Regions from separate parts of the Pan troglodytes genome. Here region 2 is linked to region 1. The links are chromatin contacts, called in public Hi-C maps. All regions are on one chromosome and are shown on one strand. Each heading gives the region's core, a stretch centred on a gene start, on an enhancer-like site or on the middle of the called end of the contact. The rest is flanking DNA. Distances are from core to core; before and after follow the strand shown.

Region 1 (7,775 bases), core at 2,939-5,438:
CTAAGGGCTCAAAACTCTTTGTGTTCAGAATGTCCAAGAAATTTCCATACATGTTATTGAGGTTTTGCCATTATGATTTGTCATATTACGGAGAGGTGGTGAAACATGGTGGCTTAACACATGGGCTCCAGAACAAACTGCCCAGCTTTGAAGCCCAACTTTGCCACTTGTCCCTGTGTGACCTTGAGCAACTTACTTAACTGCTCTGTGCCTCAGTTTTCTCATCTGCAAAATGGGAATCATATCAGTACCTACTTTATACACAAATATGTATAAAGTGCTCAAGCAGGGCTTAGACAGAATTAGTTCCACACAAGTGTGAGTTACTATTACACAGTGTTTTTAGGTAGGGCTTTGCACCACCGGGGACTGCTCTGATGACTTTTAACAATCAACATGGAAGATGACCAGAAGAATCTGGGGACAAATGAAAACGCATGCAGAGAATGAAAGGAAGGATGCCGAGTGGCTTTGTGACTCTTCTGAGGACATTAAGTTTATTTTCTTTAAAAAAGGCTGATGACGGAGGGAATTATAGACTGTAAGTACCAGGGAGTGCTCAAAGACCACGAGGCTCTCCTCCTTATCGTAGAGCCTGTTGTTAGGAAGTTGAGTGCAGAACTCGTGCCAGCCCCTGGCGTCTCTCAGTCCTCAGCCCCTAGGCCCAATTCTTCCCATTGCTCGGTGCTGCCTCTCCTGGGGGAGAGATGTAATGCCAGGACCAGGTCCTCAGCTCTCCTAGTGTTGATTCTACAGCACTCAGATGGTTGGCCTTGTTTTGAGTTTCGTCTTCTCTGATTCCCTATATATTTTTTGCAGGACCATTTTGCTCAAATGCAATTTTCTCACCCCACTCCCAGGCTTACGACTCTCTAGGGCTTCCCTCCTGTGTGTGGTGTGGCTTTGGACCTGACTCTAATTTTTATGGAGGCTTAAAGAAGCAGTTTCATTACTTCTCATTTTTTTATGTCACTTCTTATTCCATCTAGTGCTTAATAATTTGCTTTCCCCAAGAGTAGGTGCTCAGTAAAGGCTTTTTGCCAATAGAAGGGACATAGGGGCACTGAAAATTGCTCGACATAAGTATCTCCAAGGCTACTCAGCAATTTAATAGCAGGTATAGGAGAAGATCACAGTTTCCTCTTTGTTCTCTCTTGTATCTGATGGGAATAGGAGGTGGAAGGGTGATACCTCCACTTAGAGAATACAGGAGACATGTTTATTCTGACCATTTAAGTCATCTGTGACATAGAGTGTCAAACAATATTTATTCTCAGGCTCCAGTGGGATGGCAGAGATAGAAAAGAACAAGAGGCAGCCTAGGCTAGCAAGGAGGACCTGAACTGGAAGTCAGGAAGTTATGTGATTGTTAGTAGAAGATGTAATGATTAGAAGCTATTCTTAATCAAAGAATTCTTAATAAAAATTCCTAGAACTTCCATGCCTTCAGCAGCTCACGCAGCTAAGAAAGAAATTATCCACGCCCTGGGGGAACCTAAAGCCCATCAACTCCCTGGCTGCCACGTGCAACCCAAGCGCGGAATAAGGCTCATGGGACCTGTGCCGCATACTGAAACAGGACTGCCAGCTTCCCAAAGTGGTCAGTGATGCTCCTCCAACTGCAGCTACTCTTTGATGACCTGGAGGGGTGTTTAGTCATCATCTGAGCCAGTGCAGTTCAAATCAGCCCAGGGTTCTGATGAGGCACCACATACACAGGGGGAGGATGTGGGGAGCTGAATGGCAGAGTCCTGGGGCCCCTCCTTCATTTCCACGGGGCAGCTCTGCTTTCAAAGACAGTGTTGTGATTTAGAAAGAAGAAAACCTTGATTTAGAGCCACTGCTTTGGGGAATTAAGTCTCAGAGATGAAGTAATGGGCTGCAGGTCATTCAGCCAGTTGGTAGCAGAGCCTGGGGTAGAATCCAAACCTTGAGCGCCTCGTGCCCAGTCCCCTTCCACTTCATTCGCTCGTGCTCCCAAGTGTCTCATTATACACATACGTCTCAAATAACGATGCTAGAGGATGCTCCAGTAACACTCTTTTTTTTAAAAAAAAAGCATTACAAAAGAAAGCACCAAAATGTCCACAAAAGCATACACAAGGTTATTTATCTCCAACAGCCCAACAAGACAAGATACCTTCACACCCAGCTTGCAGGTGGACTGTTCTCTCTCCTCTACCCCAGCTGAAGATAAAAAAGGCCAGCCCTTGGCACCATCAGCTAGTCAATAACTTAGTTTTCCAGGTCTTTCTTAAAAAAGACAGTCCCTCCTCCTCTTTAGCCCTTTTCTCACTGTCAAATCAAGGAGGAATCTGCCACCAATAAGTTTACCGGAACCTCCATTGACTGACTACTTTTCCATTGTGAGTAAATGTCTTCAGAATTCTCTGTTCCTTAGTGGTATGTGCTGTTAAAATTTTATCTCTAATGATTTCAGTAAAGACTTTTTATTAAAGGAATTTCGAACATCCATGACAGAAACAAGGGAAGATGCTTTTTCTCAGTGGTTGGGGAAGACCTGTGATCATATTAGGTGTTAATTCAAGCTGCACCTCAGGTGGCTTAACAGCAAATCCTGTTTTGATCTTTTAAAGGCAGAAATCCCTCCCTAGTCATCGGGACCTATGAGTAGAACTTGAAGCATCCTTTGTTGGTTTTTCAACCACAGACTGCCTGATAAGCCCCTCCATGCCTCTTGCCAGGATTCTGCCTGGTAGGGAAAGACACAAGGGCCATGATGGCACCCTCCTCCTTGGCCCCTTTCCTATTCTACCAAAAATCTTAATTTTCCTCTGCCTCTGCCAACTCCCCTGTGGTCTCAAGTGTTCCAGGAAATGAGGAGTAATTCTTTAAATCTTGCTTTAAAAGGGGAACACCATGTGACTCCTCCCTGTGGTGGGTGAGGGGTGGGGTGGGGAGGCTGAGGGGGCTCAACGGTGCCTGTAGAAGTCCAGGTTCAGGTCTCCTGGGGGAGGAGGAAACTCTGTCGTCCCTTCCACTCAGCATCAGCCAGCCTGGAGACCGCATCAGATTGGCATAGCTCCCTGGAACAGTCTCCCCTTCCCTTCATCCTCCACCACCGCACCCCCCCACCCCACCGCCTCCCGCCCCCGTCTTCTCTTTAGCTCTTCCCTCCCTCTGCCCCCAGGCTCCTACTTGCATTCTTTATATCTTCTGGCATTTTTCATGTTGTTTTACTTTGTATTTAATAATAGCTCTGCGTTCTCTTCTTTATCTGAAATCAAGGCTCATACCTGCATCATGTGTTCACTTTGGGAGTAAAATTTATGGCCGAACTTGCCATGGGGTTAATTGCTTTTCATTAACTTCATACTTCTTAATTATTACAAATTATTTGCCTGTATTAGAAACAGTTCCATCCTGTGCTCCAAATTTACTAGCCTGCAATTGCAACCAGAAACGGGAAGTCTTGGATTGCCCGTGCTTGGGGAGTGAGGTTCCCGGCTTTATGCATCGGAGTCTGACCAGACTGAGGGTAGGAAGAGGGTGGGTAATTCTAGATCTTTAGACTTCAAAGCCCAGATTAGGGCCCGTAGGCCAAATAAAAATTGAATTTAGCTTTTCTGAGCCATAGACTGTTCTGTGTCTCAATTCTCAAATCTATAAAGTGGAGTTAGAAGGATAGAAAGACACGATGTGTATATTTAATAACAAGTTTACTTTAAAATCAGTTTGAAAAACCTATACTTCACATAATGAGTGGGGTTTCAAAAGCAAGAAAGAGAGAAAAAGTATACCCACCAAAGGGGAGGGCAGAATAAATCCCAATGGAAAATTTGTGCCTTTCTGCGGTTGGAGTCATTTGGTCAAGAAATGATGAAATTACAAATTTCTGAAAAGGGCATGTGTGTCGGAGTTCCTGAGGTCCAGGTCTCAGCATGGTACTTGGGCAAGGCCAGTGTTGAACTCTGAGGAAGAATAAAGAGAAGGAAGTGGTCACGACCAGCATTCTTTGCCAAAACAGCAGTGGCTCCATGGCCTCGTACTGCCCATGAGCCTCTTCATCTCATGGATTTGAAGCAAGCTCTCTCAGCAAGCCTGTACACCCATTGTCCCTTGCAATGTGATTCGTCCTTTAACTCTTTAGATGGGAGTGGTTGGTAAAAAGGGAATCGCAGCTGGAGGTTTGTGGGAACTGGCGTATTCAGACTACACAAAGGCCCTGTGTGTGCAGCCACAGCCACAGCTGTGGGAGCCAAGGGCCTGGCACTGAGGAGAAGTAGGTATTCTCAGTGCAGGAAAGCATTCCTGTCCGTGCTCACAATCCATCTGGTATTGACTTTGAACTCACACGCAGAAAAAAGGAAAGAAGTCGGCCCAGCAGCTGAGCCCAGAATCAGCTGGGAGGACAAAGTTCCCTGTAAGGGAGCGTGGATGGACAGAGGAGGACAGGGATTTGTAGCCACTTCTGCAATCGCTCTGACCATTGCCAAGTGGGCTAGCAGCAGCAGATGTTCCAGCAGGAGGGCAGTGTCTGTGCCCAGCGGCAGGGCCATTGAGTCCTTGCTGGAACCATCTCACAATGTTCACTGAGTCTTGTTCTCAGCTGACTGGCTTTCCAAGCTTAACTCTCTTGGCTTTCCCAAAGAGTCTGTGAGCCACCCAATATCCTTTAACAAATTCCTTTTCTGTTTAGATTAGCTAGACTGGTCTTTACAGCTTTTAATGGAAGGCCCTGGCACTGATAGCTTTCGAAGGCTGGAGCTCTGTGGCTTTTAATACTCCATGCTAAAGAAAACACAATTTTTTGCTTTGTTTTATTTTCTGCAAATAAACTGTCTTGTTCTCCTCTTCCTATGTGTGTATTTATATAGTTCAGTTAGGCTTTAATATACAAGCTCTGAATTCTCCAAATATCAAAGCAGACAGTTTAAGAAAAGAAGGAAAGCAAACGCCTATTTCTCCCACTTTCAAAACACACACTTAAATTTTGTGTGGAAAAAAAATCTAAGCTCTCTAGCTCCACTCAGTGTCCTGTTGAACTGGTGTGGCACCATGTTACTCTTTCAGAGAATGAAAATGAAACTTGCTCACTGTAGCTTCATTGAACCACTTTATTCTTTGACCAATTTTGGATGGGTATTTTAATTAAAAATTTTTTTTCAGCCAGGCACGCGGTGGGCTCACGCCTGTAATCCCAGCACTTTGGGAGGCCAAAGCAGGTGGATCACGAGGTCAGGAGATCGAGAGCATACTGGATAACACGGTGAAACCCCATCTCTACTAAAATTACAAAAAATTAGCCTGGTGTGGTGGCACACGCCTGTAATCCCAGCTACTCAGGAGGCTGAGGCAGGAGAATAGCTTGAACCCAGGAGGTGGAGGTTGCAGTGAGTTGAGATCAAGCCACTATACTCCAGCCTGGGTGACAGAGCGAGACTCTGTCTCAAAAAAAAAAAAAACAAAAAAAATTAAACTAAAAACAGTATGGGACAGTGGCCAAGAGCATGGGCTTTGGAGTTAGGTCAACTTGGATTTGAATCTTGCTGCAGCTATATACTACCTTTGCGACTGTGTCTTGCTACTCAGGTTTTGTGAGGCTCATCTGTAAGATGAATATAATAAAAATGTTCACCTCAGAATATTATTGTGAGGATTAAATAAGATCCAAGACCTGGCTTAAATTGCCATTAGAGAATGACCCAGGGGAGCTTATTCATTGTAGCTAAAAGATAAAATTTAAAATCAAGATTTAAATGCTTTCAGAAGGGGTGCATTTAGAAACATTGAAGTCTCTTTGTTACTCTCTTTTTAAATATGATAGGAATTACAATTCGTATAGAGATTATGCTACACAATGATCTATGTTTACACAAGAACGTAAATGTCTTGGAGAGATTACATGCTCAGATGGCAGAAGCTCTTCAGTGGCAATGAGGGCTTGGGCTACTGGGCTACTCTTTGGCTTGGAAGACCTTTCCTATCTTCCATCCACCCTACCATGGCTCCATTTGGCTTCTGCCTACCTCCCCAATCCCATCCAACACCACTTCAGCCTTCATCACTGACTTTAGCTGTTGTCTGTTGCCTAAACACCTTCTTCAAGTTGTTCAGGTTACACTGACCTTACCTATTATCTGTTGCCTAAACACTCTCTTCTGTCTCAGGACTATTGCACTTGTTACTTCTTCAGCCTGGAGTGCATGTACAGGTACACATACACACTTACGCAAACACACACAAAATCATTCAAAGTTCAATATATATGAAACCTTTTCAGAGAAGACTGTCATCACCATCCTTGATGATGCGTGGTGGCTTTTAGTCATATAAAATGGCTTTATATATTTTAAAATACTTTTTGTTATAAAGGTATATTTTTCAAGGCATAAAAAATATACAAAACATATTTTATATAGCAGTTTATTAGCTTGGTTGAGTTTTTAAATATTTAGACAATACGTACAGCAAAACATTGAAAGCACCTAATTTTTTTTTCTCTGTTGGACATTTAAGTTCTATCCAAATGATGCAACAGTGTTCAGCCATGGAATAAAATTGTTTGAAGTCTATACAACATGGAGAAATCCTTATGATAAAGACAAGAATAAAATATGAATATAAATCAAGAATATGTCTAAGTGAAACATGCATATAGAAAGAAAGAAATAAAATAGTTCTTAGGATGGGAACATTAGGGAATCTTTCCCACTTATTTTCAAGATGTTTATATGGTTATATTTAACTCTATAATTATAGGTTAAAAACAGGTTGCAACTCCATAAGTAACCTGTTTCTGTACCATTATAGCAGCTGCCTATGAAGAAGGGCTCGGTGCTGACAGGATACTTAGCCTCACCTGCCTTCCTGTCCAGCAGTGGTAGGATTTCCATCTCTGCTTCCATGTATTGGCATGGTAGGAAGACAGCCGCAGAGAACAGACAGGTCAGATCAAATGCCAGCCAGGAGAAATATTTTAGTCCAGGCACAGTGGTTTACACCTGTAATCCCAGCACTTTGGGAGGCCAAGGCGGGTGGATCACCTGAGGTCAGGAGTTCGAGACCAGCCTGGCCAACATGGTGAAACCCTGTCTCTACTAAAAATACAAAAAATTAGCTGGGCATGATGGTGCGTGCCTGTAACTCCAGTTACTTGGGAGGCTGAGGCTGGAGAATCGCTTGAACCTGGGAGGTGGAGGTTGCCGTTACCCGAGATCGTGCCATCGTGCCATTGCACTCCAGTCTGGGCGACAAGTGTGAAACTCTGTCTCCAAAAGAAAAAAAAAAAAAGGAAGAAAAAAAGAAAACAAAAACCCAGCTGTGAGAAATATTTTAAAGAACAAATCTAAAAAAATGGGCAGTTTGGCCCCCCAAGTGGATAATTCTAGGGAATTCTGGAGTTTAAGTTTGCATGACTTTGGCTGGCACCCAGACTTAAATCCATTCAGTTCTCCTTCCAGTGAAGCGAACAGACAAGTGAACAGGCCAGATCCAGCAAGAGTCAATCACAGGGCTCCACAGGAGACTGTTACGAACCCTGAAAGATGAGCAGATATTAGGCAGGCAATGAAAAGAGGGCAAGGTGGGGTGGGTGATGGAGGGTAGTTCAAGGCCAAGGGGACAGCAGGTGCAAAGGCAGAGCCTAGGAAGGGTGCTGGACCTCTGAAGGTCTGCACGAGGCTCTGTGGGGCAGAGCCTTGGAGAATTACCCTGACGACTGTCTGGAGAGGACTAGAGGAGAGTAAAAGCGGAAGCAAGGGGATCAGCTAGAAGGCTGCTGAAATGTTGAGAGAGAAAAGATGAGGGCTTAA
Region 2 (7,775 bases), core at 3,272-5,771, 480 kb before region 1:
TATGCCCCTTTATAATTTTTTTTTTTTACCAAAGGTATATTTTACTTTTCTTATACATCTTGCACATGAACTGGTTTTTTTTAAAAATAGTACTCAGGAGGCCTCATTACTTTTAAATTATACAACATTTTTTGCATAAAAATTTTTTTTATAACTTTTTTCTCTTACGACTTTCGCAGACAATTTTTTAACATGTCTCAATTTTTTGACTTATTAACAAACTTTTTTTCTTTAAACAACCAGTTAATTTATTTCAGGACAAGAATTTACCATATAACTTTTTTTAAATATAAATTCTGCCTCCCCCCTTTTCTTTCCTTTATAAAAAAGCGAACTTTCTTTATGTCTTTGGACTAGACTGTCTAAGGCCACAAGATTAGAAGTTACCATAATACATGTTACACTGTTAACTTTTAGCAAACTTCACTTTTGTTGAAAACCTTGTAAGTTTGAGATTTCAATTATCCTTTGCTATTAATAAGAACTTGTTTAGTCTAAACTCTTAGACTTGGTACAGATGGCCTCTTTTTCTCTTTGCTGGTCTTTCCTTGCCTCTGCCAGCCGCTTATGCTGCTGTTCTCTTAACTACTGTGGTGGGGGAAAGGGGGTCTAAAACCAGCTGTTTAACTGTCTATGTACGGAAACCGGTCTGGGTGCTTTGGCTTACAGGTTACCTTGTGCCATACCTTTGAAACAAGGGACCTGTCCAGGCTTCCTTCTGGTGGCCAACCTACCTCTAATGCTAGCCAGTCTATTTCACACAAAGTTCTAAGTTTTCCTGGTGTCATACTAACACCGTAATCTCCTTTAAATTCTCTCTTGAAAAAAAATTTTTTTAACATAGGTCCCAGTGGGGTGGGCTTACTTTGCACCTGACCCATTTTTTTTTTTTTTTTCCAGACAAAATACCACGCTCACACCACACATACCACAAGACAAAGAACAGGTAAAGAGGGCACACACTTTTACCATTTATACCAAACCAAAATCACGAAATTCAAAATCTGAGTACCAAAAAATTCAAGCCAAGTCAAAACCAAAACCAAAGTATCCAGCAATTCAAGTCAAGTCAAAACCAGAACAAGAGTGCCCATGCAGGCATGCTGTGGGTGATCAGGCCACGTTTCCACTCAGATGGACTGGGGCAAGTTCCAAAGACTAGTCTTACCAAGTCAAGCCAAGTCAAAACCAGAACAAAAGTGCCAATACAGGCACACCGTGGGTGATCAGGCCATGCTTCCACTCACGTGGAGTGGGGCAAGTTCCAAAGACTAGTCTTACCAAGTCAAGCCAAGTCAAAACCAGAACAAAGATGTCAATACAGGCACACCGTGGGTGATCAGGCCATGCTTCCACTCACGTGGAGTGGGGCAAGTTCCAAAGACTAGTCTTGACAAGCTTCAGATGTCCGGACTTCAAGTGCCAGTTCCTTCCCGGTGTTCAGCCAGTGTTAATCCTTCTCGGGAGCCTGCTATGCGCCGCTCTGGCAAGGCGTTCCACCGGGGCCATTTCCTACCCGGGAGCGCTCTTTGGATCGCGTCACTCAGGCTGGCCGGAGTCCTCTGCAGGGACGCTCCACATGGCTCCACAGGGCTTAAGCCGCCTAAGGGGCTGCCTCAGCCGTCCGTCAGTCACCTCGCTTCCCGGTCAGGGAACCAAGGACTGTAGCAGGACAAGCCACAGACAAAACCTCTCAGACACGGAGCTGTAGAAGGAAGGGCTTTATTCAGCTGGGAGCATTGGCAAGCTACTGCCTTAAAATCCGAGCTCCCCGAGTGCACAATTTCTGTCGCTTTTAAGAGCTCACAACACTAAAGATTTCAGTCGCTTTTAAGAGCTCACAACACTAAAGATTTCACATGAAAGGGTCGTGATTGATTTGAGCAAGCAAGGGGTACGTGACAGGGGCTGCATGCACGGATGGTCAGAGAGAAACAGAACAGGGCAGGGAGTTTCACAATGTTTGTCTATAGAATGTCTGGAATCTATGAATAACATCGGTTTCTAAGTCATGAGTTGATTTTTAACTACTAGGTTTAGGCCAGGCAGGCCCAGGTCCAGTTTTGGGCCTGGCGCTGGGCTGCCTGTCTTTGATTTCACTTCCTTTTTTTTTTTTTAAAAAAAAAAAAAAAAACAGGTACTGAGTATAAAACAATATGAGAGGGTCTCTCTCTTCCCTCGCTTTAACTTTCGGAGGGCTGAAATTCTTTTTAGCCTTGGTTAATACAGCAATTCATTCCATTCTAGCTATTGTTATTTCTCTTACTATAATTTTACTATTAGTACTTATGCTATTATTCTATTATTTTCTTAATTTTCCACTTAATTAGGATAACAAACCGAGGCCGGGCTCCCATCCTCCTCAAGCACACGAGGGGGGCCTGGCCTAGCAGGGAGCTTCGCCTGGTTTCTGAGGGAATTCCCGGCGGGCCTTTCCAAACCATGCCCGTTCCCTTCCACTAACTTCAGGGGCCGAGAATTGACACTTTCACCCTCCTCAAGCCGGTGGAGCTGCCTCGCTGGCGTTCCCAGCGCGCAGCCAACCGGATGCCAGCCGGGGGCGTTAGCACTGCCAGAATGGGGCGCCCGCGGACCTCCGACTGAGGCAGCTGCCGGGAGCCGGAAGTGTCCCGGGCGCCGGGACTGCGAGGGGGCCGGGAGCTCCCCAAGACCGGAAGTGTCCCGGGGCCGGGAGCGCGCGGGACCCCGGAGCGCGCGGGGCCGGAAGAGGCGGGCGGCCAGTGGAGGTCCGCAGAGTTTGGGCGCCAGGCGAGACGGCAGGGCTTAAAGTTCCGGGTGAGGCGTGGGTCCCACAACCGCTTGGAATTTGCCTCCCGGCTCCGCTCTGGAAGCTAAGAAGGGGCACGAGAGCCGGAGACGGGAACCTGAGAGCAGGGAAGCCAGTAGCCGGCCAGAGGAGCGCGCGGCCGTTCGGGTCGGAAGGAGCCGTTGCAGCCTTGTCCGGCGTGCGGCGGGGTCAGCGAGGCCCCTGCGGTGCTTCGCCCGCTTCTTCCGCTCCGCGCTCACCGGCCCTCTGGGCCTCCCACAGGTCGGCGCCGCCAGCGGCGGGTACCGGCCCGCAGAGGGAGGGCGGGCTGTGAACTGGCAGCACATCGCGTTCCCTCGGGGCCCCCATTCTGCCCAGGCAGGGAGCGGCTGGGATGGGACTGAGGTCGGTCCGCGAGCGCGGTGCCCCAGAGACCCGGCTTCTGGAAGTTGCTGCGGCCTGCTCTTGGGGCCCAGAAGCAGGGCGGGGAGGCGCGGGGTCTGGAGTCTGCAGGACCTGGCTGCGAATCCAACCAGCTGATTTCAAACTTTTCTGTGATCTTCTGCAAGTTAACTCTCAGTTCCTCGTTTGCGAAATGTACTTAATAGGCACCCCAGGGTGAACTAAATTTGTCCGCACAGACTGCAGCACTGCGCTTGAGAGGCGCCTTAGGGGGTAGGAGTCACTAATATCACTGAGTTTTGACAGAAATGAAGGTGCATTGGCAAAGGTGTGCCCCATGGCCGGGCAGGTTAGGAGGAGGGCCTGGTAATATTTTTTCTTAAATTGTAAACAGCCATCTGGATGAGCAATACATTATCAAATTATGATTCAGAGAGGACTATCGCTGACTACTCTTTTTTTTGGGCAAACCTCCGCTTCAGGAGCTTCTGGCTTGATTCCTAAGTGGAAGGTAGAGACCTAGGCCCTCTGAGTCACAACTCCATCTCTCTGGGTGAGGACTGAGCTCCAGGACTGCTGAGTGGAGGCAGAACAATTGGGATAGGGAAAAGAGAGGCCAAACTAGATCAGAGGCTGGCGTGGGCTTCAGAATCTACAGACTGGCACAGTTATGCCTCCGGGCCCCTATTGCTGCTTCAAGTTTGACCAATCAGAAGTATCTTTAGCTTAAGGGTGGCGTGTTGGCCAATGAGACTTTATTGTGAAATAAAATGCCCTCAGTTTCATGTAACTGAGCCACCATAGAAGAGTGGAGAAATCGAGTTGGCCAGATGAGGGAGAGGCCATTAAGAGGTATTTTAGGGATTGAATGGGCTGGGCATCCAGAGGACAGTGGCATTTGGGGTGGTAATGAGAAGGAACATTAGGGGCCTCCGCCTCCTTCCGTTCCTCCTGTGCTGAGTCAGTCAGCACAGAGGCTGCAGGAGGTATCTCTGGTTGGCTTTGGCTGCCTGTAGGGGGCACCAGCTTTGGGGAGGTCAGAGGGCTCTCTCCTGAGCTGCTGTCCTGCCCACAATCACACCTGCCTGATGCCTGTGAATGGCCGTCTGAGTCTCTTGGGCCTTGGTCACTTCTGGTCTGCCCTGCACCGACCAGTAACTGTGCCTGATGACTGGAGGTATTGGAATTCACCGGACTTTATTGTTCTTTGTAGGAATCAAAGATCAACTCCCACTGAGGACAAATGGACCTGTAATTCCGGGTGTGACGAGAGAATGAGATTTACCTTCCTGAATTAAAAAACAGGTCATTAAGCTTGGGCCCTGACTCTTCTTCGTGAGAAGGTACAGAGATGGAAACCTTACAATCCGAGACTAAAACGAGGGTCCTTCCCTCATGGCTGACAGCCCAGGTGGCTACAAAGAATGTGGCACCAATGAAGGCCCCCAAGAGGATGAGAATGGCAGCAGTGCCAGTGGCAGCAGCAAGGTGCGACAGCTCTGGTCAGAAGACTCCTGCGAATCTGGCACGTGGAGCAGGGGCCTCCATGACCTGGGCCAGGTCTTCCAGCCTAGGCAGAACAGCAAGACGGGCGGGTGTTTCAGTCTGATCATCTCTTGAGCTTTTAGAAGGTGGAGGGGCTGTGGGCGGGAGGCAAAGCGGGTTAACCCTCGAGGACAGGCACCCACTTCTGCCTCTGCACTGGTGAGTGCCCTGCCCTCAGCACACACAGAGTGGGTTCTCCATGTCAGCCAGTCTCTGATGCCAGTTGTCCAGAATGCCAGTCTCTTCCTTTACAACAAACATGGTAACATCAGATGGGCAAGATCAGTGGAAGGGTCTGTTCTGAGTGGTGCCTGCCCCTGTGGACAGACTTTTAGGGATGGACAGATGAGCAGCAGCTGCAGGGCCAGCGAGAGCTAAGGAGCTGGGGAGTGAGTTAGTTGAATGACGGTAATTGCCGGTGGGGGGGTGGCGGGGGGGTGGTGAGTCTCCAGGCTGCACTGTGAAGTGGGCGGGGCCCCAGCACTCGGTGTTTCCCTCTCTGGCTCCTCCTCCTCTAAGGTTTCCTGACTGACAGCCTTCCCTTGTGACTGCTGCCGTCTTTCCCTAAGTCTGGTCCTGCTTTCAGGTTCCTCTCAGTACAGCCTCAGCCCGAGGTTCCCTTCCTCTTGCATCCACGTGTGTGTTTCAGAGGCGGCCATCCTTCCCTACTTCCAGATCCTTGTAGGGCAGTTGGTGGAGGGTGGGAGGCACCCCGGTGTTGCCTCCATGAAGCCCTGTGCCAGTCACTGGGCTGCAAGGCTGAGGAAATTGTGTCCGTGTCAGAAAGCTCCTCAGCTCAGAGGTGCTGGTACCTCCTGCGTGGTAGGAAGGCAGGGGGAAGAGGCCCTGCTTCTCCTGTTCTCTTTGCCCTTATGAGACTTGAGAGTCTGTGTCATCTGTGCCTTGCATGTCTTTTTTTCAGACTCCCTGCGACAAGGACTGTGTACTGCATGAATGAGGCCGAGATAGTCGATGTTGCTCTGGGAATCCTGATTGAGGTAAAGTCAGACAAGCCTCTTACTCATGACCAGAAACTCTGCATGGGCAGAAGCTAGACCCTTGGTCACCGTCAGTAAGAGAGACGCCCTCTGCCGTAGGCTACCTCTTCTTCCTCCTGCCACTTCCCTTGCTCTTATCTCGGCCATGCTGCCCAGGCCTCTCCCCATGTGGGTGTGCGCTCGTGGGGTGTCTTTGAGGCTAGAAGCCTGGGAGGGCATGCGTGTGTTAGGGAGGGCGTGTGTGTGTTAGGGAGAGCGTGACTGTGCGCTGGTGTGTATGTGGATGGGACATGAAGCGTTTACCTGTTTGTGTTCTTGGAAAGGTTCCCAGTTGGGTAGATGACTTCTTAGCCATTGCCCCTCTCCTGAGCAGAGGATGCTGAGCTTCCTAGCTTCCTGCAGTAATAATTGCAGTGCCTCAGAGTTGCACAGCATTCTACAGTTTACCAGGTGCCTTGAAAGCATGCGTTATGTCATTTTAGCCTTGCAATAACCCTGTGGTGTGGGACTTTTCCTAGTGCTAAGGCATGGGCCCACACCCAGGTTTTGTGTCCTGGGTTCTGTCACCGGCCTTTCTAGACATGTTTCTTCCATTTCTTTTTCCTTTCCCCTCAGCTAATCCTCATGCCTTTGCTTGCTTCTCTCCCGAGTGGGTTCTGGTTTCTTCAAGAGCTGTGAAGAGGGGGTCAGGGGAAGGAGTGGGGTGAAGAGAGGGTGGGTGCTCAGGATATGGGTACATTGCCTGGCCTGGTCACATTGGCTTTGTAGTTGCTTCTAGATACATCCTGCGTTACTGACAGATCAGCATGTTAGGGAAATAAAACACGTATGTTGAGCCTGCGTTTTCCCGTACTTCACAGAGCCGCAAACAGGAAAAGGCCTGCGAGCAGCCGGCCCTGGCGGGGGCTGATAACCCAGAGCACTCCCCTCCCTGCTCCATGTCGCCTCACACAAGTTCTGGGAGCAGCAGTGAGGAAGAGGACAGTGGGAAACAGGCACTGGCTCCAGGCCTCAGCCCTTCCCAGAGGCCGGGGGGTTCCAGCTCTGCCTGTAGCAGGAGCCCTGAGGAGGAGGAGGAAGAGGATGTGCTGAAATACGTCCGGGAGATCTTTTTCAGCTAGGGCATAAACTGTGCACCGAACTGTCTGCCGAGAGCAGCTGGAGGACAGCTGAGCTTCCACTGGTGCTGCTGGGCCGCCCGCCTGTGGGAATGGGGCTCTCTGTGCTCCTACCTTTGTGCCTTCTTGGGCCTGGCAGATTCACCTCAGGCCAGAAGCCCCTGGACACTCCAGGCCTTGGGGCTGCCGTTCTGAGTGTGCGGAAGGCAGGACTCAAAATGAGATCCCATTCGACTCCCTCTGTATGTACTGTGCCCTCTCCCGGCTCTTGAGGCTCTGGAGTCCCAATTGTCTGTGTTAGTCAGTGACCAGGTTCCAGGGAAAATGATGTCATGTGGTGGTCCAACTTACTGGAACCAAAGAGACAGTACTTTGCAAAGAAAAGGATCACTGCCAGGTGCACTGGAATTGCTACAGTTTAGTCCGCATGATCTCTCCTGAAGGAGGAAGCCTGTTTCAAAAATAGTTTCCATCATGAGTCTATCAATGAGCTCCCACCTCTCCAGCCAGCCTAGAAAGCAAACGAGCTGCCCACAGTTCTCTGCCCTGTCTGGGAGGTTGAGGCCACAGTGTATAGACTGGTAAGCCAGACAGGCCTCCTCCCGCAAGCTGCTACCTTGCTTTCACCTGTACCTTGGTCCCCGGGCAGCTAGCTATAAAGCAAGAGGGACAGGAGCCCAGAAGAGACACTGAGGACAAGAGATCACACCAGAGTACATGTCTCTGCCTCTGTTTTCAGTGTGGCTTTGGACAGGAATATATGAATAAATCACTGCCATACAGGTTTTCCAATACACAAGTGCTGGAAAATACACACAGTTCCCCAATGCGTAAGTTGTGCTAATGTCTTTCCAAGTTCTGGGTTGGGAAGTGGAGGGTGGCAGCGTTTGTTTGTGCGCAACCGTCCAGTCCTGTTCACAGCGAGGATTTGGAGTCCTCCAGGGT

What was found. Hi-C and Micro-C count contacts between places; a contact is called where the count stands out from the background.
Region 2: a Hi-C map of stem cell-derived neural progenitor cells shows a contact between it and region 1, with 4 times the contacts expected there. The contact joins the promoter of CYREN here to the enhancer-like site in region 1. A contact is called at or near these places in 1 of 7 Hi-C or Micro-C datasets (stem cell-derived neural progenitor cells) and 1 of 1 other capture datasets (stem cell-derived neural stem cells).

Annotation. Positions count from the first base shown.
Region 1 is chr6:150,055,429-150,063,203 of NHGRI_mPanTro3-v2.0_pri, reverse strand. No RefSeq gene overlaps it. Among named protein-coding and RNA genes, the nearest start is that of BPGM, 50 kb to the right of the region's middle. Within about 2 kb of position 4,188, at least 10 of the 24 cell types and tissues checked have an H3K27ac peak or open chromatin away from gene starts, as enhancers often do. A contact at or near this core is called in stem cell-derived neural progenitor cells and stem cell-derived neural stem cells, where this site is marked.
Region 2 is chr6:150,533,844-150,541,618 of NHGRI_mPanTro3-v2.0_pri, reverse strand. CYREN (cell cycle regulator of NHEJ) reads left to right here and starts at 4,521. Exons shown (of 4, transcript XR_010159008.1): 1 at 4,521-4,694; 2 at 5,637-5,712. TMEM140 (transmembrane protein 140) reads right to left here. Exons shown (of 2, transcript XM_063815614.1): 2 at 3,896-7,775.